Regions from separate parts of the Mus musculus genome. Here all the other regions are linked to region 3. A link is a contact called in public Hi-C and HiChIP or PLAC-seq data. All regions are on one chromosome and are shown on one strand. Each heading gives the region's core, a stretch centred on a gene start, on an enhancer-like site or on the middle of the called end of the contact. The rest is flanking DNA. Distances are from core to core; before and after follow the strand shown.

What was found. Hi-C and Micro-C count contacts between places; a contact is called where the count stands out from the background. HiChIP or PLAC-seq counts read pairs in DNA pulled down with a chosen protein or histone mark.
Region 1: a contact with region 3 is called in a Hi-C map of cerebral cortex, with 1.9 times the contacts expected there. The contact joins the enhancer-like site here to the promoter of Smim15 in region 3. A contact is called at or near these places in 1 of 39 promoter capture datasets (embryonic stem cells), 3 of 484 Hi-C or Micro-C datasets (cerebral cortex, cortical glia and liver), 13 of 115 datasets of contacts at active chromatin or transcription factors (T-cell acute lymphoblastic leukemia, acute myeloid leukemia, astrocytes and 7 more) and 3 of 9 other capture datasets (adipose tissue, embryonic stem cells and liver).
Region 2: a contact with region 3 is called in an H3K4me3 HiChIP or PLAC-seq map of neural tube, with 4 times the contacts expected there. The contact joins the enhancer-like site here to the promoter of Smim15 in region 3. A contact is called at or near these places in 2 of 39 promoter capture datasets (embryonic stem cells and macrophages), 10 of 484 Hi-C or Micro-C datasets (Sertoli cells, cortical glia, cortical neurons and 4 more), 15 of 115 datasets of contacts at active chromatin or transcription factors (T-cell acute lymphoblastic leukemia, acute myeloid leukemia, astrocytes and 11 more) and 5 of 9 other capture datasets (adipose tissue, embryonic stem cells, liver and 2 more).
Region 4: a Hi-C map of Th1 cells shows a contact between it and region 3, with 3 times the contacts expected there. The contact joins the enhancer-like site here to the promoter of Smim15 in region 3. A contact is called at or near these places in 4 of 484 Hi-C or Micro-C datasets (the G1E-ER4 cell line, Th1 cells, cerebral cortex and 1 more) and 4 of 9 other capture datasets (adipose tissue, embryonic stem cells, liver and 1 more).
Region 5: a Hi-C map of cerebral cortex shows a contact between it and region 3, with 3 times the contacts expected there. The contact joins the enhancer-like site here to the promoter of Smim15 in region 3. A contact is called at or near these places in 2 of 39 promoter capture datasets (both in embryonic stem cells), 2 of 484 Hi-C or Micro-C datasets (B cells and cerebral cortex), 11 of 115 datasets of contacts at active chromatin or transcription factors (T-cell acute lymphoblastic leukemia, bone marrow-derived macrophages, embryonic basal ganglia and 4 more) and 3 of 9 other capture datasets (adipose tissue, embryonic stem cells and liver).
Region 6: a contact with region 3 is called in a Hi-C map of Th1 cells, with 2.8 times the contacts expected there. The contact joins the enhancer-like site here to the promoter of Smim15 in region 3. A contact is called at or near these places in 8 of 484 Hi-C or Micro-C datasets (B cells, the G1E-ER4 cell line, Th1 cells and 2 more), 8 of 115 datasets of contacts at active chromatin or transcription factors (T-cell acute lymphoblastic leukemia, bone marrow-derived macrophages, effector CD8 T cells and 5 more) and 3 of 9 other capture datasets (adipose tissue, embryonic stem cells and liver).
Region 7: an H3K4me3 HiChIP or PLAC-seq map of bone marrow-derived macrophages shows a contact between it and region 3, with 3 times the contacts expected there. The contact joins the enhancer-like site here to the promoter of Smim15 in region 3. A contact is called at or near these places in 11 of 115 datasets of contacts at active chromatin or transcription factors (T-cell acute lymphoblastic leukemia, bone marrow-derived macrophages, cardiomyocytes and 6 more) and 3 of 9 other capture datasets (adipose tissue, embryonic stem cells and liver).

The regions. Positions count from the first base shown.
Region 1 is chr13:107,640,423-107,644,104 of GRCm38.p6, reverse strand. Gm32186 (a long non-coding RNA gene) reads left to right here. Exons shown (of 8, transcript XR_873933.2): 4 at 1-1,659; 5 at 2,696-2,754. Among named protein-coding and RNA genes, the nearest start is that of Gm32186, 22 kb to the left of the region's middle. Within about 2 kb of position 1,569, at least 63 of the 459 cell types and tissues checked have an H3K27ac peak or open chromatin away from gene starts, as enhancers often do. A contact at or near this core is called in astrocytes, cerebral cortex, cortical glia and 4 more, where this site is marked.
Region 2 is chr13:107,742,253-107,746,239 of GRCm38.p6, reverse strand. Zswim6 (zinc finger SWIM-type containing 6) reads left to right here. Exons shown (of 18, transcript NM_145456.3): 10 at 2,103-2,279; 11 at 2,558-2,704. Among named protein-coding and RNA genes, the nearest start is that of Gm52061, 55 kb to the right of the region's middle. Within about 2 kb of position 2,204, at least 25 of the 459 cell types and tissues checked have an H3K27ac peak or open chromatin away from gene starts, as enhancers often do. A contact at or near this core is called in neural tube, stem cell-derived neural progenitor cells and uterus, where this site is marked.
Region 3 is chr13:108,042,272-108,046,413 of GRCm38.p6, reverse strand. Smim15 (small integral membrane protein 15) reads right to left here and starts at 1,940. Exons shown (of 3, transcript NM_001048250.2): 1 at 1,928-1,940. It overlaps Gm41055 (a long non-coding RNA gene), which reads left to right and starts at 1,943. Exons shown (of 5, transcript XR_003950673.1): 1 at 1,943-2,208.
Region 4 is chr13:108,335,789-108,339,642 of GRCm38.p6, reverse strand. The region is part of intron 2 of Depdc1b (DEP domain containing 1B); the gene reads right to left. Among named protein-coding and RNA genes, the nearest start is that of Depdc1b, 21 kb to the right of the region's middle. Within about 2 kb of position 1,317, at least 59 of the 459 cell types and tissues checked have an H3K27ac peak or open chromatin away from gene starts, as enhancers often do. A contact at or near this core is called in Th1 cells, where this site is marked.
Region 5 is chr13:107,598,786-107,602,683 of GRCm38.p6, reverse strand. No RefSeq gene overlaps it. Among named protein-coding and RNA genes, the nearest start is that of Gm32090, 12 kb to the left of the region's middle. Within about 2 kb of position 1,978, at least 65 of the 459 cell types and tissues checked have an H3K27ac peak or open chromatin away from gene starts, as enhancers often do. A contact at or near this core is called in cerebral cortex and forebrain, where this site is marked.
Region 6 is chr13:107,571,378-107,574,977 of GRCm38.p6, reverse strand. All of the region lies in intron 2 of Gm31920 (a long non-coding RNA gene), which reads right to left. Among named protein-coding and RNA genes, the nearest start is that of Gm32004, 7.8 kb to the right of the region's middle. Within about 2 kb of position 1,292, at least 20 of the 459 cell types and tissues checked have an H3K27ac peak or open chromatin away from gene starts, as enhancers often do. A contact at or near this core is called in the G1E-ER4 cell line, Th1 cells, double positive thymocytes and 1 more, where this site is marked.
Region 7 is chr13:107,698,538-107,702,121 of GRCm38.p6, reverse strand. No RefSeq gene overlaps it. Among named protein-coding and RNA genes, the nearest start is that of Gm52061, 11 kb to the right of the region's middle. Within about 2 kb of position 1,316, at least 156 of the 459 cell types and tissues checked have an H3K27ac peak or open chromatin away from gene starts, as enhancers often do. A contact at or near this core is called in bone marrow-derived macrophages and liver, where this site is marked.

The sequences.
Region 1 (3,682 bases), core at 320-2,819, 400 kb after region 3:
AGCCATCCCTTTCTTGGGTCTTTTAGGACTGTGACACTTTTTAATTTCTAAAGCCTCTGTCCACAACATTTCAGGGTCATCCCCCCTGCTGTGTCACCATGCAGGTCCTTAATTATTTTCTTAAGATGTATTCCTCAACATGCCTGGGTCAACTGTTCTGCATTTTTAAAAAAAGTTTTGCAACATTTTATCAAATCAACCTTTAGAGAGGTTATGTCAATGTACACGCCCACCTGCTGAGAATGCAGAAGTGTCCTCATCAACTACATACAATACAATTTACATACATAGTATGTATATATAGTCTTTATTCTTTTGCCTACTTTATTTTTAATTGGAATATTCATCTTTTTCTTACTAGTTTGTAAGAACATTTTTTACATTCAATCTATTTTCCCTATATTCTGCAATTTAATGCAAGTTGCCAATTCACCACCAACCCCATACCGGGGACTGAACCCAGGACCTGACACAAGCTAGGCAACTGCTCTACCACTGTGACATATCTCAGTCTGCTGATTACATTTATGTTTAAATTGGCAGAGCCCAGATTCTTAATACTTTAGTTTATGGTTTCTGCTTTTGATGTTATTTTGTAAAGGCCTTTTCCACTTTGGAATTTCCCAACTATCTACTTGTATTTTCTCCTAGTGATTCTATTTTATTTAAAAATATTTCATATTAAATTTGTGGGTTTTTTAAAAAATGGAATCTAATTTTATTTTCCAATCTTTGTTACTGTTTCTGAATAATTTTTTATTAGATATTTTCTTTATTTGCATTTCAAATGTTATCCCCTTTCCTAGTTTCCCCTCCGAAAATCCCCTATTCCCTCCCCCTGCTCCCCAGTTTCTGAATAACTTTGATCATGCCATATACTATAACTGGTTCCCAAACAAGTATAGCCAGGAGGGAAGACCCTGTCTCCAAGAAACGCTGAGAGTAGAGATGAGGGCTTGACCCCATGTCTGGAGGTACACACAACAGTATCTAGACTTTGTCACTTTCCATATTATTTAAACCCTGGTTTTGCATTTGTGCAATGAACATAATATTAGGAACTATCTCCCCAAATGGTGGTGAAGATCAAATTGTAACATGCACATGAAACACGTGTGCATGGCTCAACGGGACTAACAATGAGTAGGAATAGGTTAGGAAGAAGGACTGTAGCAATTGTGTGACATGGTAATGTTAAAAAGAAATACATCGTCACCATCTATAGATACAACTATACTTACACCGTGGGTACATTGCTGTATAGTTGCAGAGAGCTCATCCAAGTCATTCGGAGGGTTCCCTGAAAGCTGGCTTGTACCCCTAAAGCCTGGCTCTGCTGGAGCCTGGACTGCACTGAACGCCCACATTTCAGGGGAGCCTAGTGCTGGTTCTGTTCACAGACTTACTTCCAAGGCCTTCTGCCTGACCTGCCCATGTTGAAGGGAATCAGAAGAACAACCTGACACTTGGAGAGCTCACGGGACAGAGAGCACTTGGAGTCTGTGCTCAGAGCGAGCAGCCCTCTCTCCCCCTTCCTGGCTCACCCCCAAGCTGAGGATGGCTGCAGAGAAATAGTCACTGGCCGTGAGCCAGGGACACCAGTCAGCTTAACCAAAGAAATCAATGGACACTGTGTCTGCAAATGAGGAAAGTGACGTGGTAAGGAGGCGTATGCCTTGTCCAGAATCACAAATACCCGGGGTGGCAAAAGCAAAAGGAGAAGCGGCCTCAAAAGGGGCCATTTCCCATGTCAGGCAGGCCCGGGTTCACAAAGGAACGGGCACGCTGCTCTTGAGCCCTGGGCGGTGGAGGCCCAACATATTTTTATGAGGCACAGACAATGAGTAGCCATTCAAAAGGCTGATGTTGCCTCTGCTTAGAAAAGGGCAAATATTTTAGGAATCCCTTGTTACTAGGCAAATGCCTGATGACTGTTTGGAGGACTGGAACTCAGCTGCATGCACAGTACCTTGGGCTTTGCCCTTTGATTCAGAGTTCTGCTTCCGCCAAGGAGTGGCTCTCTAGTTTGGCTGCACCCTGGAACAAGCTGTGAAGCTCTTAAGCGCAAAGATGCCAGGTTTCACTTCCAGAAAGATCGATTAAATTAGGGCATAGAATGCTATTGCTAAAAAGTTTTATCCTAGCCAAACATTTCTCAAATTTTAAAGAATTTTCTGAAAAGTTTGTTAAAATGTTCCAGACTCTGGGCCTGGACTTTGACACTCCAGTCAATCTCCTATAGGATGTTATGTTCCTGTGACCTGAGGGACGGGATAGCTCAATGACCATAGTGCTTGTTTGTTTTTGTTTTGTACAGATTAGAGCATTACTTAACCAGACAGTTGTCCTAGAGCTGAAATTAAGCAGAGAGGGAATCTATGATAGTTGTCCCCAGCCTGGAGGCCCAGCACACTGATGAGAGCCCTTAACATTCTGGCAAAGTCCCCTCATCACCCTGGAGGAGACCTTACATCTTCTTGGACTAGAGGAGTCATGTGCTTGGGCTTATGTCTCCGTTGTTAGGGTTGTTTGCTCTGTCCCCCATGGGGACATGGGGATGGGGACTATATGTCAAGAGTAACAGCACAGACCCTGGGAGAGTGAAAAGCAAGGGACGTTAGAGGCCTTCCACCTAAGGAAGAATGTGAACATAAACAGCAAAGATCTAAGGCCAGTGCACTCTGTAATCTTACAGGAACTGCTTCTGCTAATATTGGTCATCAACTTGACAGGCTCTGAAACCATCGATGAGAGGTAAGTTTGGGGAGGTCTAGGAGGGAGATGTTAGATTGGGTTAATTGAGATAGAAGCCATACCACAAGTGGGTGGCAACATTTCCTGGGCTGGAGTCCATTAAACAGAAGAAAAAAACAAGCTGAGCCTCTATCTTCTTCCCTCTTAGCTTTGCGACTGCAGACACGTGTGGGCAGCTGTTTTAAGCTCCTTCCCTTCCCCTTCACTTTGCAGCCATGAAGGAAGGGTGCGTACCCTGAAGCTGTGAGCCAAAATAAGTCCTTCCTTTCTGAAGTTACTTCTTGCCAGATATTTTGTCACAGCAGGGAACGAGTAACTAATACAGGTGCTCACTTAGAAGTTACCACAACATTGATGTGTCTTTTTGTTTCTTTGTCTTTGCTTTGTTTTTGGTTCTGACTATTGGTTTTGGGTTTTTGTTTTTGTTTTTGTTTTTGTTTTTTGAGACAGAGTTTCTCTGTGTAACAGCCCTGGCTGTCCTGGAATTGGCTTTGTAGACCAGGTTGGCCGTTATCCACCTGCCTCTGCCTCCCTTAGAGGCATGTGCCACCATGCCCTGCTTATTGATGTGTCATTTAAAAATCTCAGTAAATGAACTGTGAGATTACTGTGCTGGCTAGTGTTGCTTCAACTTGACAGGACCTAGAGTCATTTGGGCAGGAGGAGACTCAGTTAAGAGACTGCCTCCACCGGATTGGCCTGTGGGGGTATTCTCCTGATTAGTCATTGATATGAGAAGGATCTGCCCATTGGAGGTGGTGTGATCCCTAGGCAGGGGGGTTTGGGATGGTATAGGAAATCAGGATAAGCAAGCCCCGAGTAGCAAGCCAGTACGCAGCATCCCCCTGCATCAGCTCCTATCTCCAGGTTCTTGCACTGCTCCAGTGCCTGTCTTGACTTCCTTTGACTGTGATGGAGAACTTTAAGC
Region 2 (3,987 bases), core at 955-3,454, 300 kb after region 3:
CCTTCCTTCCTCCCTCACTCCCTCCTTTCCTTCCTTCCTTTTTTCCTTTCTTCCTTTTTTTTGTTTTTTTAGTAAGACTTCTTCACCTTTTACTATCCCAATTTTCCCAAATTTTTTTGTTATACACTTTATTTTTTAAATGCTTATAACTTTGTGTATATCAATTTTTGTGCTCATCATGGTCATTTAAATACAATTTTATGAGCATTTATCAGTTCTGTTGGTGTCTTGGAGCAAAGCTCTGTGTGTGCTCTCTGCTTCTTTCTCTCTGCGCTGCCACGAAACAGAAACAGTTCAGTTGATTCTCTAATGAAACCACACTGCATGCTTGGATTAGAATCCTAGATAGAGAGCCGAGTCAGTGCTTGAACACTGAACTCACTGTCACATCATGTACCATAGCAAGTTGCTATTCTGTAGTCTCTTCCGTTTTAAGTTTTACCTTTGTAACTTGAAGTAAAGAAAATAAATACTAAGACCACACTTTAAAATACCTAGGAAAATCCCTTAAAAGAAAAAAAAAAGTAAAAATTCAAAGAAACTTGAATTTGGGGGTATTTAATTATGAGAGGTCATAAAACTTTTTCCCCCTGGGAATAGCACATTTATTCTGCTTGACAAAAGGCAGTTAAGAGTTGGGCCCATCCTTCCAGTTTTGCAGAATGGTCACCCATTTGCTGCTAGCAAGGATCTTAGTCAGGAGTCACAGCAGACAGTCACCTGCACCTCTTTATCTGTCATCTGTGCACTTCAATATGTTTTCCCTCTAGATATGGATAACTAAGTTGATATGAGACCACTCCAAAGAAATGTCTTTGTAGACTTACCGACAGCCGTTGCAAATGGCTGGCTGCATTAGCTAAATTAAGGGGTGTGTTTGACTCTCGGCAGTACTTGGCTGTGAGACTGCTACAAGTCATGGTGTCTCTGTTGCTGCTTAGTTCCCTCAGCAGGACAGAGCCGGGGGTAGATGAAGCCACCAGGCTGCTCTTCTCAGCACAGTTGTGCTCGCTGTTGGTGGTTTGCCTTCTGTCTGCTCAGACAGAAGTCCAATGACAGGAAGATAAAGCCTTTCCTCATTTTGCTGCTTCTTTGGTTGAGTCTCCGAGAGCAGTGAAGGGGACTGTCCTTGAGCACTATTAGGTATATGTAAATGAATTGTTCATTGCCCCACGGTTCAGCTGAAAGTTAGTTTAGAGTTGGGGCCCAAGGGGCGGGAGTTCCTGTAGTAGTCTCTTTAGGAATTGAACAACCCAAGGAGCCGAGGTGAGAATATCCTTTATTCCCCAAACATTTCTTTTCTTCGTCAGGTCCTGAACCTTGAACCCCCTTCGGACTGTATGCTTCTGCTCTCTTGTGATGCCCCGGCATACACTATGCTGGGGACATCACACCAGCCATGGAACCTGTCCAGGAGTCAGGAGACAGCCTATAGGGGCAAGGTAAGTGCGCTGGTTTGTTTTGTAGCTATGTTGTGTGGCTTTGTGAAATGTTAAACAGATGCATTTATGCCCTTTGGGATATAAAGTGGCATTTAACCATTATATCCCAAGAAGCATAATAGTTTTAATTGTGCAAAACCGCACAATATAGTTAAAAAATACAACCAAAAGCACAACCCTTACGCATAGTTTTAAGGCTGACTGCGTCTTCCTGAAAGGTTCCATGGCTGGTGTCGCATCTCTTGCATAGTGTTTGTGAGAGCTGTTGATCCCATCAGGGGCAGCCCAACACTACCTCAGAAGTGGGGAGCAGTGAGTTTTCATGGGATTTTTTTTTTTTAAAAGACAAGTGCCTCTTTAGCGTATCTTCGACATGGAGACTAGACATGACAATTCTTTTTGCAGGATGCCTTTAACAATAGCTTTAATGGCTGCAGAATGTTTGTGTTTGATACAACAAGTAAATGTCTGGAAACTCTTTAGGCTAACTGCCATCGAGCATTTAGGATGTGAGACTATCCATTCACCCTGCGCCCTTCTGCTTAGTGGGTGCAGGGCAGTGTGTGTGGGTTCATGAACATCTGGCCGCAGAGTGGTATGACTGATTTATTCACATGTGAATAATAGCTGACACGGCTTTCTGAATTGTGGAAAAAACAGATTCATCGAACAGGCCTCATCGGACAGTGTTCACGAGAGCCATCGAGGCATGTGATCTCCACTGGCAGGATAGCCACTTGCAGCACATTATCAGCAGTGACCTGTACACCAACTACTGTTACCATGACGACACTGAAAACTCCCTCTTTGACTCCCGGGGGTGGCCCCTCTGGCATGGTAAGTGGCCAAACCGGAAAGACTTTTCCATGACTTACTCCTTTGTTTAGTTTCTATAGCATTATTGGAGTGGGAGGTAGAGGAGCGAGGTATTCAATGGGCAACGCATGAATGCTTGGCACAGGGGGCTGAAATTTCCATTCAGATCCAAGTTCAGAAATGGTTTCTTATATCTTCTTCTATGGCTCTTGGGGAGGAACATCTTACTGTAGTAGCCCGCTTTTATGGATGGATCTAACAGCGGCCACTTTGCCCCCTTACTGGGTTTCTGTTTGTAGAACACGTCCCTACAGCCTGTGCAAGAGTGGATGCGTTGCGTTCTCACGGGTACCCCAGAGAAGCACTGAGACTAGCAATAGCTATTGTGAACACATTACGACGACAACAGCAGAAACAGTTGGAAATGTTCCGGACTCAAAAAAAAGGTGATTATGAAAGAGATTGTCTATTGGAATGGGATTCCTGGTGTGGATGGAACTTGGTTTCACGTTCTGCTGGAAGAGATGGAGTTTTGAAAGTACAGCCATGGAAATGGCCTTTATTCACCATTCCTAAAAGTGTTTGACAATGCACTCATGTGGAACACAGCCATACGTGCAATCAGACACCCATACACATAAGCTAAAGATGAATGAATTTTTTTTTTAATTTGATAACATATCTGTAAAAATAAAATCCAAGTTGTTTTGGTTGAATGTTGAAAAAAAACAAATTCCTACCTAATTATGGAGATTTTTATTTTTTGAACAGCTGATGATCTGTCTGGATCATCTAAAATGGAAGCTGGATACCTTCCTGGTGTTCTAATGTAAACACTAAGGACTTCACAGTGGCTGCCCATCCTTAAATCCCAGCAGCTCGTCTCGGGTGGGCGCCCTCAGCTGATGGCTACTGTCTCAGTTTCTGAGGTCCCTCTTCTGCACAGCCGGTCTCAACAGAGGGGCTGTCTCTAAGAGCTGCTGAGATGGACCCACTAATCCCTAGAAAGTCTGAAACAAGGCCTGGCACTCTATACTTTTATAGCCATAATAGTCTGTGTTGGAGGACTTGTTATCTATTCAAAGTGATCAGAGCAGAACCCCTGCTTGCTGAGGTAGCGGTTCGGTTGGTTTTTCAAGGTCTACAAATGACTTTTGATGAGTGAGCAACCGACAGGACACCTGACCTTGTCTTTATCTCAGTTTGTTAGTTTTCTCATTTTGGATAAATACTGTAGTAGTAACAACAAGTCTGTTACTGGTTCTCAGCTGCTGATTGGACAGTGTCTCAGTTAGGGTTTTGCTGCTGTGAACAGACACCATGGCCAAGGCAAGTCTTATAAAAACAACATTTAATTGGGGCTGGCTTACAGGTTCAGAGGTTCAGTCCATTATCATCAAGGTGGGAGCATGGCAGCATCCAGGCAGGCATGGTGCAGAAGGAGCTGAGAGTTCTACGTCTTCATCCAAAGGCTGCTAGTGGAAGACTGACTCCTAGGCAACTAGGGTGAGGATCTTAAGCTCACACGCACAGAGGCAAACCTACTCCAACCAGGTCACAGCTCCAAATGGCCCAAGAATATAGAAACCATCGCAGATAGTGTGAGAGATGTACCTGCCTTTCCTGGTTGCACACTGGTTCCTTCCGTAAGCACACATTCCTGGGATGGCTTGCTTTACTGTAATTTTTTTTTTTAATAATTATGAGCAGTTTTAGTTACTGTTGGCTT
Region 3 (4,142 bases), core at 691-3,190:
GACAATCAAGTCATAACTATTGTAAGATAGTTGCAGGATATTTTGATCACACTGTGAACCCCAAGATTGTGCTGTAGTGTGCCCTCCCCGCTCCTTAGCACACACCTTTGGTCCCTCTGCCTGGAATGCAGACACGCCCTTAGTATACAACCTTTAATCCCAAACAAGGTAAAGTTAGTTTGTAGAAGGAAGCACCATATTTGAAAGTGATGTCAAAGTGATGAATCAGAGAAAGATTTGATACAGGATATGCCCAGCCCTCAAAAGAGGAAAGAGGAAAAAGAGGCTAGTTAAGAGAGCAGCACAGAGAAAGAAGAAAGGAGAAGGCAGTTTTACCAGGAGAGTTTTACAGAGACAGGCTGGAGAGAGAGAACAAGCTAGACACAGGTGAAGACAATGAGCCAGAGGATGAGAAGCCAGAAGAGCAGAACACATTGCTAGAGTCTGAGGTCAAGCAGAGCAATTCAGAAGAGGAGAAAGAGAAGCCAGATTGAATCAGTCAACTTGGCGAGGAGTTTGAGCTAGAACAGCTAGCTGAGTAAGTGAGTTAGCCAGCACACAGGAAGAACAAGAAAGGATGCGCTTTTCAGCAATAAGTCTCAGAAGCTGAAAACACTCTAGGCCTAGATAAGATTGTGTGGAGGCTAGAAGCTTCCGGGACTAGGCCTGGGTTAGCAGACTGAGCAGTAAGCCTCAAAGATGACAATTACAACAGGAGAATAAAAGATACCTTTACAGTAAGATTAGAAATGGAAAAAAAAAAAAAAAAAAAAAAAAAACCTCTAAATTCTCCTCTAAACACAAACAAGTAAAAACATCTTTCTATAATAGTATAGCCTCTTAACACCTATTTCTCCCTAAATTACAACTGCAAATGTCCCAAAATAAGAGTTCTAATTCGTAGAAGCCAAGTATTCTACGTAAATTATTTGAGTACTAAAGTTTTGTCTGAATAATAATGACTTTCACTAACATAAAAAAAATCAAGCTGGCTGGCTGACATGTTACAGGTACCATACCCATAAAGATTTTTAATCTTTGCGTCTACTGTTGGGGATCCAACCCAAAGCCTAGTAGAGCACAGTAGACAGATGCTCCACCGCTGACCAACCAAGAATTTAAACTGCTTGTACTTAAGAATCCTCATTTATTCGTTGGATTGGGTACATCGTTACAAAGTCAAACACTATGCTTTGCTCTTTAAAGGTTTTGTGGTCTGTAGTTCAATTAATGTACCTTACAAGAAAATAAAGAATTACCAAAATAATTATGGTACCCACAACCCGTCACATCAAGAAAACTATCACTGGATTTAACTTCCATGTCCCCATGCTATCTCCGTATTTGTATCAGAAACCATGCCCCTACTTTCAGCACATTAAACTTTCTGGAGACGTTAACCATCCAGTCCCTTGTCGCTACGCCCTCGCCCAGTTGTAACCAGTTTGCAGGAAGGTCCAAGAAAGATCGATCTTTCTCGAGTCCAGTAACGAACTAAATACAAGTCTGCGAAATCCGCCCAACTTTGCAAATAAGACTAGCGCGACTTGATGACTAGGCTATGGCAAAGTTACGGTCCACAGGCCACACATCTCGAGAGCACCTCAGTCTCGCACCAAAACATCCTCGCCTTACTTTCAGGCACATTCCTTCACCTCACAAAGCCTAGGGGACCCGGAGCTGCACCAGGCGTCTCTAGACTTACAGCTTCTCTCCTAACTTTCCCCGCTTAGCATTCTCCTTGCCCCGGGCCATGTCCACGGCCATCAGTCGGCCTCACCGGCTAAGGACGCCGCCCCGCCGAGCGAAGCCGGGCAGGACCCGCGGTCAGGAGCTCAGAGAGCCGGGAGAGCCCGGCCACACGCTCAGCTTAGGCTACAGCAAGCCACCGCAGCCCTAGGGGATCCCCGCTCCCATTCCCACTCACCGCCAGGCAGGAAAGTGGAAAGCGGAAGCCGCTCCGCTCAGGTCCCGCCCGAAGGCGGGGCGGGGCGGGGCGGGATGAGGAAGTGGCGGGCGGGTTTCCGGCGGCGCAATGTCTAGAGCCATAGCGGGAGGGCGGGGAGGGGCGGCGCGGCGAGGCGAGGCGAGGCGCGGAGGCTTCGTGTCCGCGGTCGGGGATGCTGCCGCGCGCCGCTTCGTGTGCGCTGCAGGTGGGGCATCGTGGCCTCGCGTCCTGCGTGGGACGCCGGCGAGGAGACGGAGTGGGTGAGGAGTTCGTCCAGGGGACTCTCAGCCCAGAGAGCCGCAGCTAGACACGAGGGGGACCCCGCAGTCTCCTTAGAGCCTTCTCGAGGCCGTGGAAGGACTGGCGTGTTCCCTAACTCGCCCCTCACTCATGCTGTAGAGTTGAACAATAGTTAAATATTTAAAGATTTGGCCAAGCAGCAGCCCGGCTGGGATGTGTCCAGTGAACCTTGGTAGCAGGGGGAAATGCTGCCACGCTGTGGGAAAGAGGTTCCGTTGTTTGTTTTTCATTTAAGAGCCTAACTTACTTCACAAAGGAATGGTCGATACTTGCCCCAAAGTAAACTGTCAATAATTAAACTGTCAGGGCATAGAGATCGCAATACATAAATAAAGGACTTCAAAAAGTCAACAAGCAGAAAGGGGTGCGTTAAATGGGTCTCCTAATCTACAGGGACGGAAAGATTAGCTCTGGTTTGGTTGGTGCTCAAATTTTGTGATTGCTTGCCTGAACTACTTGCTCTGTTTGACTGCCTCTGGCGAATGTTGCAAGACCTCCTCGCTGTTGTGTGCCAAATAAAGCAAGTTTTTATTCCTGAGAGACTGTGAGCGTTCCCTTTGAGGAGCAAGCCGAGACATGTATGAGTAGTTAGAGTATAACAACAGTAACCATTATTTACCAAGGAGCAGACTTTGGCAGCTAATCTAAGGATCTAAAATACTGCTACCCGGGTATATGCTAATGGCTGCATATTGTAATGGCAGCCGTGGTTTTCTTATTCTTGTGTGAAAGCCTGAAGGATTGCTTAAAACCTGTACAAACAAGCGTACCCATAACCGGCTTGTATCCATAACCGGCTTGTATCCGTGACATGTTCACTTCAGTAGATGGTTCCTCACAAGTTCTGCCTCCCAGTGTGTTGCTCTGTTTTATCTCTAAAGGACCCAGGGTCCCCGCAAGTCTTGGGAATAAAAGGAAGCAGTACCGTAAGGAAGGAACTGAGGAGGGGGTGCACCAGCCTAATCGTGCACAGTACACACACTTACAACGGAGAGAAAGAAAGCAGCAAGCTTCTTTGGCTATTGGAGACCTAGCCTTCACACTCAGATTTTAGGGCTCTCTCTTCTGGTGTATTAGGCAGGCCTGTGCAAGCCCAAGAACAGCATAGAGGTTGCCATGGAGGACAGCCTTACTGGGGCCTGCATTACCTTAACCAAAGATGATAAGTAAGATAGGCTCCCAAACCATGGGCTGACTGTTCCATGGCGAGGTCAGCTTTCTAGTCTCTGTACTGATGCCCCTACAGCACTCATTCTCTCTGAGCCTTTTCCTCCCGTATATCTAGAGGGCATTCTAGTTGACCTCTGATCATTCGGGCCCCTTCAGATCAGTAAATTAGTGTATCTGGCCAGTCCCCTAGCTCTTTATCCTTTCTGGGAGAGGGAGTAGTCACGGGTTTGTTTGAAAGACTCTTGCTATGTAGCCCAGACTCTACCTGAGCTCTGGGTCATTGTGGTCCACTCTCTTAAGTAATGGGATGGTGGGCGGTCACCACCACCGTTGTCTTAACTTGGATTTTATTCTCCCAAATGTCCCAAATGCATTATGAGATAACAACTAATACGTTCTGCCTTGTTCTTAAGAAGCAGATTTTAGCCAGGTGTAACCCCGAGACTTGAGAGGTGAAGACAGGAAGATGAACAACCTTGGTAGGCGTACAGTGAGTTTGAACCATTCTGGGCTACTTGAGACCCTGTCTCAGAGAAGAGGTAGGGTGTTAAGGTAGTTCCCATGGAGAGCAGACTAGGAAAAGCTGTGTGTGCAGGATTAAAGCAGCCCACATAGCAGCTCTGAAGCCAAGGAACAGCTGCACAATATTTGTTATTGCACAAAGCCTTTAAAAAATTGTTCGTTTGCTTTTCTCTTGTAAGGTAATTCCTGGTAGACTTGTCAT
Region 4 (3,854 bases), core at 68-2,567, 290 kb before region 3:
CTCTCAGCTATCTCTCCAGCACCTTATCTGCCTGTGTTGCCATGTTTGCTGCCCTGGTAGTAATGGACTAAGCCTCAGAACTGTGAGCTAGCTCCAACTAAATGTTTCCTTACAAGAGTCGCTGTGGCCGTGTCTCTTCACGGCAACAGAAATCCTAGGAAACAGAGCAAAGCAGAACATATAGGGATATAATCAACAGAGACCCTCAGTCCCAACACAAACTTCTAACAAATTAGTTCAGAACTGTGCCACCGGCAGGATGGCTCAGCCATTAAAATCACTTGCCACCAAGCCAAACAGCCTAAGAGTGATCCCAAGGCCCCACATGACGGAAGGATAGAACCAAGTCTCATAAGCTGACCTCCACACATGCACTGTGGTACACCCCTGCCACTGCATAAATAAATAAAACTAAAACTAAAACCAAAAAAAAAACAGCTCGGAACTTAAGCTTAATTTTTTTTCAAGTTTTACACACGCACAATGCCCCACCCTCATCTCGGAGCACAAGTTTCAAGCAAGCAGTGGGTAAGATGCTGGCATGAAAGGCGCGGATGATTACTCAACTACATTCCCTGAGGCTCATGGGACACATCTGCCCAACTCCTTCTATCCTTAGTTTCTTGCCAGCTCTACACATCCAGATTGTGTGTCTGTTTCACCTTTCAGCAACTTCAAAACACCTCATCTTACAATCTGCATCTCAGAGCAAATCCCCACTGTTCTCGGGGAGCCATAGTTTAGAATAGAAAGGACTAACTAATGCCCACAAGTCTTTGTTTGTTTCTGTGTACATAACATATGGTACACTCCTCCTGTGCCCCTGGGTCAAAAGAGCTTTCTCTGCTGTCTAAAGGGAGCTAGCCATCTGAATTTCAGCTCCTTTCTCTACTGAAGCTGGTGGGTAAAAACAGGCAGTGAGAATTCACAGAGAAACATAACTAAGGATCAAAGAAAACAGCGACATCAAAGACAAACAGGAAATGGCCAAATGGACAAGCCAGAGAAATACAGAGGAAGTGGGTAAAGAAACCTGGCAAGGTGTAAAACGCAGAAACATTTTGGGGTCATACCAGAGAAGCAACTCATAGGCTTGAATTTGGCATGAATTAATCGCCAACACATCTCAGGAGGGATGTTACAGAACAGGGCTGGAATCAGCATCAGAACAGCATATTTCAACATCCTGTTGGCATGCCCACCAACACCTGGGCAGCTTCCACACTGGAGGATGGCAGTGATGGGCTCTAACCCCCCAGAGTCAGGCTGATTCAACAGATCCAGTTCCGTGTACAACAGTTCTCAGTCCAGGGTTCAGCTGGCAAAGCTCCTATCCTTGACAGGTTTTCCCCTGTGCCTCCAGGTTTACCGGGAACTCCAAAGATCCCTCCCACCTCAGAAGGTTATACAATGGTCTGAGTCACTGCTTCGCTTTCAGACAGGCCACACAGTTTCCTAGGCCTAAAAAGCTGCCCCAACTTTACTCAGCAGCCACTGCTTGTTCCATCAGGGTAGGTTCTTGCTACCGTAAACAACAGAAACCAATCCTGGCAAAGTTAACTGGAAAGGACTCTGAAAACATCAAAGAGCTCACAAGATCAATAGAGAGCTAGAGAACAGGATGAAGAAAAAAATAAGAAAGCAGAGAAAAAGTGTTGTGGGGTCCACATAAACCCTACAACACCCAAACACATCAATGCAGACGACAAAAATATATTTTAATCAATCCACTACTGGTCAATTGGGCCGCCAAACAGATTTGGGAGCTGAACTATGAAGAGAAGTTGCACAACACATTTAAAGGATAAGACCACAAACGGGGTGGGCTGTAGCAGCATCCAATCATATTTTGACATAAGGGGTTAATAGGGGAGTTTTCACCAATCAGGTTAGGAGTAGGTTCCTGGGGACACAAACTTATTTGGATCCTGACAGCAACATGGAGAACTTGTCCTTAGGATGTCTGAACTCAGACAACTGTTTCCTTACAATAGAAGACGGTCAGCTTTTGGGAAGTCCCCAGCTCTCCTAGCACCTGGGACCTTGAACTTGGTTTCTCCCTATGACTAAATAGAGTCTGGAAATGAAGCTGTAGTATCTAGAACAAGTTTCTTTTGCTCGTCCCCAACAAAAGCAGAAGGCCAGGTGGCAAACACAGCCAGAACCACAGTGAGACACGCCCTAGGGACAGATTGGTCCCAAAGCCAGCACTGGGACCATGTCTCTGCGTGCCTCCATCATTGTTCTGACAGGCTCCTGCCGTCACAAGAAGCTCCAAGCCGTCTTTTCCCTCTGCATGAAGATTCAGTCCTGGGTGGGGACACCTAAACAGCCAGGAGCAGGCTGTGAGGAAGAGGATGGGATCAATCCCTCGGGCTTTCTAATGGCCTTCCTTCCTTCCCACCAAGCACCACACAAACAGGAGCTCCCACAAACAGAAACATTTAGAATGATTGGCGACAAGAAAAAAAAGTTAAAAGTTCCGTATAAATATAAGCACATGTATGTATACACTTTTCACCAGTGTTCCAGAACGCCAACCTGGCGGCTCATCACTGACCCTTGTGAGATACAGAGCTAGAGGGAGAGTCTCTGAGATGCTTACCCACTCCTCAAGGCGCCATACATACTCCTCGAGATACTAACCAGGAGCAAAGGAACCGCAAACCCCCAGTAAATACTGACGATGCTTATAAAGAACTGAAAACTATTATGGCTTTAAAAAGACTAAGATTATAGTCCAAGCGTCAATAAGAAAATGTTAAACACTAACAAAAATTCTAAATTAAGATGGCTCATCGGGGAAAAGCCTCCAAGCCTGATTCCCTGAGTTCAACATCAGGGACCCACATGGTGGGGCGAACAACTCCTGCAAGTTGTCCTCTGACCACCACCACACACACAGTAACATGCATGCATGCACTCACACATGTAGGCAAACACACACACACACATGATCTCTTTTAAAGGTTCTAAGTGAAAATCTAGATTTCCTGAACAATAAGAAACGGACTATCCGCTAGGTACTTGGGAGGCAGAGGCAGGCGAATTTCTCAGTTCAAGGCCAGCCTGGTTTACAGAGTGAGTTCCAGGACATCCAGGGCTACACAGAGAAACCCTGTCTCAAAAAAACTAAAAAAAAACGGACTATGGGACCTCAGACAAAGCTCAGCGTAGCCTGTGAGGAAAAGCCCTCCCACACACTCAGCACTCCCGTCCTGCGGTCCCAGCTGCTTTACAGTCCATGCGCCCACGTCATTAAATTAACTACATAGAACACAGGCCTCACCGCTGGTCAAAGCTCTTGCCCCAGCTGCCTTCTCACGAAGCACAGGTCCTCTCTAGGGATGGAGAGACGGCTCAGTGGTTTAGAGCGCGTGTTTCTCCTGAAGAGGGCCCAGCTTCCATTCTCAGCACCTAGGTTTGGCTACCAACCACCTCTAACTCTGGACAAAGGGGATCTGACGCCCTGGTGCACGTACATGCTGGCAGAACACTCATACACAAAAAATAAATATAAAAATATCTATTCCATCGCCATTAATTAAAAACTTCCACCTAATTCGCCCCTCTGACCAGCCATGTTTCTCTCCTACGGCTTTTTTTCTGATTGGTGGGCTTCTGACTGGCAGCCTTGGTCTTACCTCCCATCCTTTACTGTCCAAATCCTACCCTACCCACAGGAGCCCTGCTGAAGTAATCCTCCTTCCCTCTATACAAAGCCCCGAAGGGCTCCCTCTATACTGACCGCGTCACGGATGCAGTTCCTACCTAAGCCAGGCAGATAACATAATCATAAGGGAAATGGCAGAGAGCGTGCCCACTGGGCTGTGTGCCATCAAGAGCCTGGCGAG
Region 5 (3,898 bases), core at 729-3,228, 440 kb after region 3:
GAAACGTGACCGGAGGAAGGGAAGGAAGAGGTTGATCCTGCCACACATCTGAAGAACAGATAATAATTTGCCCCCCATGTTGCCCTTCCTACACTCGTTCTTCTATTATTTCAACCAATCCAAGTCTTAGATTCTCAAAATGGGGTCACCATATGCGCCTCCAACCTGACTTGTATGGAGCCTTGTTTTGCTAGTCACAATTAGTTGCAGGTGCAAAGACTGAGGGCACAACTAACTGTGTCTGGAATCACCTCCTCACATAGGCAATTAAACACTTGCACACTCAGAATTAGGTTCAAGTGGCTAATTGCACCGGGAAGTAGGTAATTGCAGGTGCAATTAGCTGCAAGTGCAATTTTTCACCCGAGACTAATTGCTCCCAAAGTAAGGAGATGGGGATTAGAAATTCAGCACCAAATGTATACGTGGTTATTGCAACCACCTGTGATTTTAATAGTCTTTCCCCCTCCCGACTTCAAGTGCAATGGCCTCCCTTTGGTCTTTAGGAACAGTTAGATTGCATACTCCTTCTGTGGATTGCTCTATGCAATCCCTTCTCTGATTGGGCCTGGTTTTCCTCTTTCTTTAGAACTCCTTATCCTTCCTTCTGGAAACCTTCGAAATTTAGGGGCCATGTGCTTTTGGACTGTTCAACTGTCCCTAATGAAAATCTTTCAGAGCTAAGTGAGAAATAGCCTTGAGTTGAGCAGTTTAGTGGGCGGTAACTTCCAATTAGGTCTTGACCACAGCTTCTTGAGAAGTGTCACTTGAACATGCTAGATGAAAAGCTCTCCTGCCCACCTCAGGCAAGGCAGAGGTGGACCTCCATCAAAGCTTCCAGAGATCTGTCTTCATTAGCAAATTCAACTTGAGACCTTTTTTTTTCTTCTCATGAGTGTTTCTCCTGTATCAGTAGGAGTCCAATGGGGAGAACACTATATGACATAAACATTTATATAATTATAGCATACATTTATGCTATACATATCTATATATTAAATGATTATAAAATTAAAGCATAAACATGACTTTTATTTAAATTGAAAGAAAATCCAAATAACTAATGGTATTATAGAAAGTCACATGTAAACATTATTTAGGTTGATTGCAGTTATTATTTTAAGAGAATTTAACAAAGGGCATTGATTTAACTCATATTGTTAGACAAAGGGTTAAATAAGCCTGGGGTATCTCCAAACCATAGCTTCAGGAAGCAGTTACCACCCGAAGTGCAGATGAGGCGAAGAGAGGAGCTAGCTTGACTGGTCTTGGTTACTCAGAGGCCAGTGCCATAGAATCAGGGCATAGACATCTGGTGGCCGCACTACAGAATCTTGGGGTCCTTCAGAGCTGGGACCTAGAACTTGGGAGAAGCTGCGCTGGCTGAACTCAGAGAAGAGCACAGAACTGAGGCCAGCCTTGAGTGGGACTGCGCTTAGCTGTGACATCACTGGATGACTGCGAAGCATGGTGGTGCCTCATCATAAGGAAGAAGACATGTCACAGGCTGTGCCTTGTAGGGGCAAATAGAGCATGTTTGGATAGAATGGGGGAAGTGGCAGCTGCAGCAAAATAAAGGGACAGAATTAGTAATGTGGAGCCTTGAGGGTGGTGCCCTGCCACGGTTTCCTTTGTATGATTCCCTGCACCGTAAGGAGTGTGTGTGTGTGTGTGTGTGTGTGTGCGTGCGCGCGCGCGCGCGCGTGTGTGTGTGTGTGTGTGTGTGTGTGTGTGTTTTAGAGGGGCTCTGGCAGGTGTGCAGCTAGCTCTACCGGGTGATTTTGTTGCACACTGCATTTCTTCTCACCTCACCTGGCTGATTCAATCCTCTCTACTCTCCTGCTGGGAGAGTTCAGGGCTGCCTGGCGCCCACCTCCTGGCTCCAGCAGCACTGCTGCTTCCCTGCTTACTCATTCCGGAATGGAACCGGATCCCACTTGCTGAGTTGGTAGCAGGCTCCGCTGAATGCCAATCTGATGGCAGTCGACCCTTTTGAACTCCCTCTGGCTATTGAATCTGCCATTGTTTAGACGCTGCAGTGTGCACTGAGTGGTGGCCAGGCCAGGAAACAGAGTGATGACAACCAGGGGGTGGGGGTGGGGAGGGGGTGAGAGGTGGGGGCGGGAAGACCTTTAGCATGGCTTCTGCTGGATTGCCCCTTTAGCATGTCCTCTACTGGATTGCCCCAGACTGTCTCTTCTGTTCCAGGTTCCGGTTGTGGGGTGTGAAGGTCACCCGTGTGCACCGCCCACAGGAAGGTGGTGTTTGCTGGAGGCAGAGCCAGGCTTCTTAATGGATTGTCTCCTCAAGCATTTCCAGTTGGCAAGGGGAACTTTTGCTCCTTTGCCCTTATCACCCCTCTCCAATGCATCTTAAGTCTCTAGAGGGGACCCATAAATATTAGGGGAAGTTGGGTCACCAAATGTGGGTTGGGCTAAGAAAAACATTATTTTTCTCCCTTTTCTCAGGAAAACAGAAACACGTGATGAAAAGAGCTGGAAATAGGGAAAGAAGAAAACAACTTTAAAATATCTAACAAACCTTCCCTAGTCATTCATAGCAGTGAATGGTGTTTCCCCACGGCCCTCCTGCACTAATATTTCATCCATTCATTTATTCCTTCATTCTTTAAAAATTAGCTCAAGGCCCTACTGTTGCAGAGGCTGGAGATGGGAGCCCCGGACAAAACCAGTTCTAAATCCCCAGAGCTCCCTTTCTGTCTCTCGCACACACGTTTGTGTCTCGTTTCCACGTTCCTATCTCTCGTGTGAGTGTGTGCCACATGTGCCACCTTCATGTCTCCATTCTGAAGACTGATCACCTCGACAAGCAAAAGAATCAGACTTCAACTAACCGTGCTACTTTTGACATAAACGCTGTTCCTCATTTCCACGGTTAGGATTAAAAAAAAAAAGTTTTCTTTCTTTTTCTCAGACAGGATCTTATAAAGCCAAGGCTAACCTCGAACTTGCTGTGTAACCTAGGAAGACACTGAACTAATCCTCCTGCCTCCATCTCCCAGGTGTTGAGATGACGGGAATGTTCTACCCCCCTCTGTTTTTTTAATTAATCCTGTGATAACGTGTTGGCATATTAATATTTTTTTCTGTGGATTTTGAGTAATTTATTTCCAGGCTGTATCTTTTCCAGCATCAGGCAAAACTCCTGATCACAAAGGACAGACTCTAAGGGAAGCTGATTTAACCAGAAGTGAGTGTACTAGAGGTTATCAGTGGCTTGCAGAATTGGCAGAAAACTCCAGATTTAAGCTCAGAAAAGCAGCAGGAGCTACATAATGGTGATTCAAAGTCTAGCCTGTGTCTATCTCTAGTTTGGGAGGACCTGACAGCATCCCCGCCCCCACCCCCTCACCGTCTGCAGGCCTGGACTCTGCCAGTGTTAGGAGGAAGTCCAACCCTCCTTGAGCATGATTGTCCCTGAGATACAGTGCACAGCATCTCAGCTGTGAGCATCGTCTTGCCTGACTGTGGGCTATCAGCCTGTTTTTGTGTCTAGGTGGGATAGTGTTGCCAGCCTTTCTGGTGGGAGGAGATTTTATGATTCCTACCCCAGAGGAGACATTTGGATCCTGGGTAGCAGAGAGAAGTAACATTTATTACTCTCTTAGATTCTGTCTCTGTCTCTTTGCCCTCTGTCTCTGTCTGTCTCTCTTTCTGTTTCTCTCTCTTGGTCTCTGTCTGCCTCTGCCTCTGCCTCTGCCTCTGCCTCTGCCTCTGCCTCTTCCTCTGCCTCTGCCTCTCTCTCCCCACTCCTTTTCCTATAATATATTTGCCCCCTGTATGAGGGACAGCTGAGGGTGGGGGACAATGAAAGAGATGTTAAAATTGCCTACCAGGTTTGGACATAAATGCCATTAGCTGTGTCAGGATACAGAGAA
Region 6 (3,600 bases), core at 43-2,542, 470 kb after region 3:
CCAGGACAGACTTCATTTCTCTCTCTTCCTTTCTTCCTTTCCAGTTCACAGATAGACTAAAGGATGGTGTATGTGTTGGGCAGACTTCTATGATAGACACTCATCCTGATTCTGACACTCTTTGTGTGCACCGTGTGCCTTTAGTATTGGTTAGACAACTTAATCATCTAGAGGAAAATGGCCAGTGGGAAGAACAGTGAGACAGAAAGTCCTGCATAATCCAAAGGCTTGTGTGATCAGTTCATAGTTAGCCCCTGCCTGTGCCATCTTCGTCTCTGGCTCTTCATTCTCCCTGACTCCAACTCTGAAGGGAAGATGGAGGGGTTGCTGACCCACATTTGTGCACATCCCTGACAGAGCCTTCTCTCAAGGCATCTAGTTCTACCCAGGTGTCCCTTTCACTATCTGCTGACGGGGGTGGCCTTGTCTGAACTGGGAGCTGGCAGCACAGCTTTTTGTTCTCTCAGCTGAGAAAAAGCTTCCTTTCGCAGTGGAGTTAGAACAGCATCCTTCACAGTGTGGCCATGGAAGCTGCTTACCTGGTTGGTTATGACATCTGTTACTACACTGCAGGTTCAAGCACCAGGGGCCAAGGTTGGGCTGGATGCGCTCTCTGGCTCTGGCAGATTAAAACAAGTCTTCCAGACCACCAGGGCTTCTGGCATCTCTTTAGTGGAGTCTGAATTTCTAGACCAAGCAGACCCTGCTCCCTTCAATTTTCCCCTGGCATTAGAGAAGCTGCCAGGGATTCTGTTCCATGCCCCTGGCTCCCCTGCCCCCGGAGGGCCAGCAGCTCTTTTGTTGGTTTGGCTCTCTACTTAGATCATTGAAGGGACTTCAGATCCAACTGGGCACCACTCTGCATTTCATTTGTGTCTTGGCAAGGTTACCATATTATTACTTAACTCCGCTGCTGCTACTCAATAAGTGGGAGCTGATTGAAATAACCACAGGAGTTACTGGAGTCCCTTAATTTTAGCACAGAGTTAAAGCTCACTCCCACAGTTGGAAGTTAAAATAGGCTGCCAGCCCACAGAAGTGCCCACCCACCACTCCTAATTGTCACCCCACTGATGCCTGTCATGGAAGGAAATGGCGAAGCTGAAGAGAACGTTCTTAGAAACAAGGTTCTTCTCCTTTTGAGGACACCTGAGGTCTTTTTTGGCCATGCCCAGTGACTTTGAAACCTGTGGATGGTGGAAATTCGCACGACTGCTTTAGTTGCTCTTGCTGGATTCCCAGTTTGTTTAACAGTCAGTTTAACAGAGAGCTACTTCTGAGAACAGAAACTTCGGTTTGGGGGTGATGAGTCATTCCTCGAGTTCAGATGTGGAAAGGGCAATGACCCTGTACAATCTAGATAATTAGACGAGCAGAAAAATGATACTTAACCTTAACCTGAAACCAACTTTGTCTTTCTTTCTTTCTTTCTTTCTTTCTTTCTTTCTTTCTTTCTTTCTTTCTTTCTTTCTTTCTTTCTTCCTTCCTTCCTTCCTTCCTTCCTTCTCCCTCCCTCCCTCCCTTCCCTCCCTCCCTTCCCTCCCTCCCTCCCTCCCTCCCTCCCTCCCTTCCTTCTCCCTCCCTCCCTCCCTCCCTCCCTCCCTCCCTCCCTCCCTCCCTCCCTTCCTTCCTTCCTTCCTTCCAGGAGGAGGGGGCCATAGCAATCAACTGCAGTCTAAATACCACAACTTAAAGAAAAAAAAATGGAGCCAATAGTTTCTTGTCTAAGACTCCCTTCAAATCTCAGAGAACTCTGTTGTCTCTTCATATTGAAGAAGACCATGCATCACTAGAGATGCTTTGGACTGGTCTGAGAGGTTATTTCTCAAGCAGCGCCTACTGTATACTATTGTTTATCATGAATTTTGACCCACTTTAAGTCTTGGGATACCCATGGCATCCCAGTGAAGCACAGATTACCCAGCCATCAAGGGCAATGGGAGACCATCTGTAGAACAAGCATTTTCTAAAAGGTTTAATCGAGTATGCTTGGCAGTGGTCACCCAAGTCTCCTCTCTCATTATCACTGCCACCACCATCCCTAAGACTCCATGGCCTCACAGCAGGGCTAGAAAAATCTTCCTCATGCCCATGTGGGCCACTGATGGCACATAAATTATCTTCAAGGACATTGTGCCCCATGCCACTTTCCTGTCCCCAAATGCTCAGTGATTTTCTGAGTCTACAGGGTACAGCCTCAATCCTGGTGCTTTTCTTCGTTCTCTAACGTGCCCCCATTATGTGTCATTGCTCTTCCGTGACAATCGCTTTGCTGTCAGAATCTGTCACCTTCGTATACCTGTTCAAACTTATTGCTTCACCTCTGTCAAGTTGTGTTTTACAAATGCCATGCCTTCCATCCTCTTGGGGAACTCCATCCAACTCCTACCCTAAGTCTCAGATTACATCTCTGCTCCTATAGGAAGTCTTTGCTAGCCTTCCTCAATATATTATGATCCCCCTAATTACTAATTTTTACAAGTCATTTTGCCATAATTTTGTTGGCACCTATCTTTTCCAACTGAATCCCTCGGGGATTCTCTCTCTCTCTTTCTCTCTCTCTCTCTCTCTCTCTCTCTCTCTCTCTCTCTCTCTCTCTCTCTGTGTGTGTGTGACTATTTGTTAGTTGATGACATTTTTAGGAGCTGACATTTGAAATACATAGGATGTGTAGACAAACATGACTCCAAGAAAGGACAAGAAAGTCCAGTGGAAGCATTGATAACTGTGCCTGAAGAACCATATTAGCTGATTGTTCTCAGAAATCTACCAGACCTCCTGTTTTGGGACTTGCTGTGTGACAAAGGCCTATAATGTGTGCTGAGACCACTTGCTCATGAACCTGCATTCTTATGAACCGGTCTCAGTAACAACAAGGGTTAAGCTGCTTCATTTCTGTTTCCTGGAGCTGTGAGCAAAGCCATCCCATGACCAGAGTTATTCACACATTTACTAAAGCAGGCCAAGCTCAGAACTAAATGAAGAAAATGAAAATTAATCAGAGACTCCCAAGGGGCTCACGTATGGTGGGTTTGAATTTACTTATTTTTTCCTTTAGTATCATAATTATTTTTCTTATTCATTTTCTTTGGTTGAATACACAACTGGAAAAAAAAAGCATGAGGTAGTAGCAGAGATGGAAATGAGTAAGCCCATGGAAACAGTGAAGCATCTACAGAGATAAAATTAGGAAGGAAGGAAACAAAAGCCGTTTCAGTATCTCTCTGCAAGCCCCTCACCGGTTTCCTGGCCTGCGCGGCTGGATCGGGCTTGTCCTGCAAGGTAGCAGGTGCTTCGGTTGCCTCGTATAGATAACAGACGTCTGTGTGGGGAAGGCCAGCTACACCTGGCACAGAGACGTCACACTTGCCCTGTTTCCCCTTTCTAGCTACACAGAAGAGATAAAAATGATCAAGTAGCCGAGGAGAGAGTCCAAGTGGAGGCTCTGCGCATTTTCTTAATTCATGGGAATTTAAAGTAAAACTTCATCTTGACATTTAAAGTAGGTTGATGTCCCCTTTATCGAATTTTTGTGGAAAACTCAAGCTACATCAGAAAAGAATCCATCTGATAGAATATCATGCCCTGAAACCTTCTTTC
Region 7 (3,584 bases), core at 67-2,566, 340 kb after region 3:
GGGTCATTTTAGGAGAGAGTTCTGGAAGAGAGTGACATTGCAGTCACCCCTGAATGAGGGGAAGCAGTGCCACAAGCACTCTGGAGAAACACACCCAGATACAGAGCACACGTGTCAAGACTGGGGCCAAGAGGATGCCTGCCAGGAGGGTGGATCTACCGGAGTCTGGGGCACTGGAACAGAGAGCAATGAAGGACCAAAAGGACCAGACACTGTCTTCTACCAGTGCCACAACCCAGGTCCCCTGCTGTCCTGGTCATAAACCTGAGGTGTGGAAGAAGCTGACAGAAATACTTCCCGGAAATACACTGAGGTGGTTTCTGGAGACACACAGGAAATGGATTCTCTACTAGAAACTCAGGTCAGTGCTAGTCCAATGCCACCAGATTAAGGTCCCAAGTCCTCCTGTTCAGTCAGGAAGCCATTTTGTGTGGGTATCTGCTTTCCCCTTGGAGGAAGTCCTACACGGAAGTTCCATAGAGCCCTCACTTCTACCTCATGCTAACTCCCATACATCCCAGGACAATCACAGGGAACTTCTAATGTCATTACCTAGCAGCGGCAAAAGAGGGATTGATATTTCATTCCTTGGTAATTGTTACCAGCCTCAGTGCCTTTGATGGTTTTCCCCAGAAACAGGAGGACCTGGAGAGAGGGACGAGAAGGTGGTAGGTGACTCTGGCATGCCTTTATTTTGCTCTGTGCTCACAGCTGAAAGCACACAGTGTAGCGGCAGCAAAAACCTCCAGAACTGGCCGCAGGGTTGGGGGTGACTGGACCTTATCAACACCTAGTTTTGTAAAGTGCAGAAAGAAAAGGAATCCTTCCATACTAAACCAGACCCGCTAGTCAAATACTCATTAAAACCTGTCTGTGTGAGGCATCGTGCAAGAGGCCATGGGCACTGAAGGGAGAGATGTTTGAGCCCTTGTCCCCAGAAGCTTCCAGTCCCACTGTGGGATCTAAGAAAGACCCTGTGTGCATACACAGGTGGACCAAGAGATGATTAGCAAGCCATTAGGAGAGGAAGAGACGCTCAAGTGTTTAGGTTAACTTCTTATTTTTTTTCAGGGTAGAGGGTCTGGTCCCAGGTTGAGATCTGAGGAAGGAGAGGATGGAGGTGGCATGAGCCACCCCGGTCTGGCAGCTCAGCCCCCTCATAGAGTCTGGACCCTGGCTTTAAATGCCACTGTGAGGCTCTGCAAGGGAGGAACCGGGGTGTATGGTTTGAGCTGCTGAGTCAGAACACCTCCCAAACCCCCAGCACTTGGGGCTGTTTTTTTTTTTTTCCAGGACTGGTTTTGTCTGCTACGTGAGCCCATTTTGTCTTTGTGCCTCCTAACACAGTCTGTAGAACTCCCAGACTGCTTGATGCACAGTCATGCATAAAACATGTGCTACAGCAAGCACACACACACACACACACACACACACACACACACACACACGTCACTTTGACTTTTCAATGCTTTGTGCTAAGGGAAAAAGAAACAAGGTTAGCTTTCCAGCTTCCCACCCCCAAATTGTCCCCAGAATGGATAGACACAGCCTTCCTTTGTGCCGTTTGCCAAGGGCTCAGCGTGCCATGTGTGGCTGCTGTTGTCCTGACTCCTCTGGCTAAGGAGGAGCCTGCCCTCCCTCAAACCTAGGAATCTAGCTCATTTCCTGTATCTTCTATTTCACCGGACATGTGGCGCCCAGTTCCTGTAAGTGGCATGATGCAAGCCCAGTGGTTGGGGATGTGGCTGCTCAGGCAGATCTCTGTACCTTCTGCTGAGCTACAGGGCACATTCCCTCTCTCAGCCCCTCGTGTCTAGAGCAGCCTGGGGTGGGGTTGGGGCATCTCACTGGTGAGCACCTTGGACTCCAAGGAGCAGGAGAGGACGTGTGGAGAAAGCCACAAACAAGAACTGGACTCTTTCCGCAGTGAGATGTACAGATTCCTTGGGGGGACCCAGACTTTAGCAAATCAGAAGACTAAACACAGAAGAAAGTGAGAGGGCATTGGGGTCACAGGAGTCTTTGAAGAATACTTGCCTGGGCCTTGATTTTCAATGCAGTGAGGCTTCCCAGGCAAAAGGGAGTCACACTCTGCTAGTCAAGGCACACCCGACCTACATTTGATCTTGGAGAAACACTTTTAAATCGATCCAGTGCAGGGTCAGTTCGGTTTCCCAGGGGACCTTGTGTTTGACCAGGGCATGGAGAAATGATTTCCAAGGTGAGGCTGCCTAAAACTTAAGTCTAAATTTTCAAATGGAAAAGCCTTTCTGTCTTATTTCCTGGGTAGAAGCAAAATCTATTATCCACGAGTGTGGTTCAGGAAGCACATACAAAGCGCCTTGTACTAGTTTAAACTTGAACTCAGTTGTTGTGAGGCAGATGTGAGGTAGCCCCAGCAGAAGGCATTTCTTGGTGGAGGCTGACAGTGCTGCTGGTGAGGAAACCACCGTCCCCCACCCCCCCACATGCAGTCTGAGACGAGTGCCCTTTCTCCTCCAACCTCCATGCTCTACATAGACCAACCTGACTGGCTAGCACATCTGCATTCCAGGTGGGGAAAAGGAGGGTGAAGAAGGAGAGAATGAGACTCAGAGCTACATGTGCCATCTGGTCCACCTCCTGTTGGCCCAGAACTCAGGCTTAAAAAACAGAGCTAGCTAGCATCGGAAAGGCTAGGACATGTAGCCTTTGCCAGGAAGCCCTGTCCTTGGTTTGAAAGATGCAAAGTGGATATGAGTGGACGGTTCACCGTTTTTGTCTCGCATGCTCAGTGTGGAAGATCCTGTGCCAGAATAAACCAGGCAGGGCCCATCCACAACAAATCCACTGAGCTCTACAGAACTACAATCCTGCACACATCATTTCAAATACACAGGGCAGACTTTGAGAAAGGCACCTGAAGGACAGAGGCAAAGAATCCCAGGCTGACAAGAAAGTGTTGGAATTTGTTCTGGATCTGGCAGGGGTGGAGGAGGGGCAGCGCCAGGCAGAGGGACTAAACTGAGGCCCCTGGTGTGGAGAATAGAGCCAGAGACAGGAGTGTGGAAGGTGCGGGTGGGTAGAAAGTGAGTTTAGAAACAGTCGCCTAGATCATCCTGACGCTGGAAGCATCTCCAAACAGAGGGAGATCACATCTAGGGATGGAGAAGGGGTGTGGCCATTGGATGGGCTGTGAGTATGTGTGTCACCTGTACACACACAGGTGATGAGGGTGTGGTGGGGACAGAATTGTGCTAAGGCTATGTCCCAGGGAACAAATCAACAAAAGGACATCCTTAGCCACACGAGGGAGAGTGAATCCAGCCTGGGCTACAGATGATTTTGATTCAAACCAAACCAAACCAATGAAATAAACCACCCCATGGGTGTGAGGGTGGAGAATTAAGGGAGGAGGAGTTTGTTCAAATACAGAGACAGCTATTTCTCAGGGAAGGAAGCCAAAGAGGAAAAAGCCCTCTTAGGTCCCACTTCATTTTCCCTGGGTGAGTCAAACAGCTTTGTTCATGGACCCAAACCCACAGGGAGCCTTGCCCAACCAGCCCTGAGTCCTGACATAGCTACCGTCACTGAGGCCCACTCGC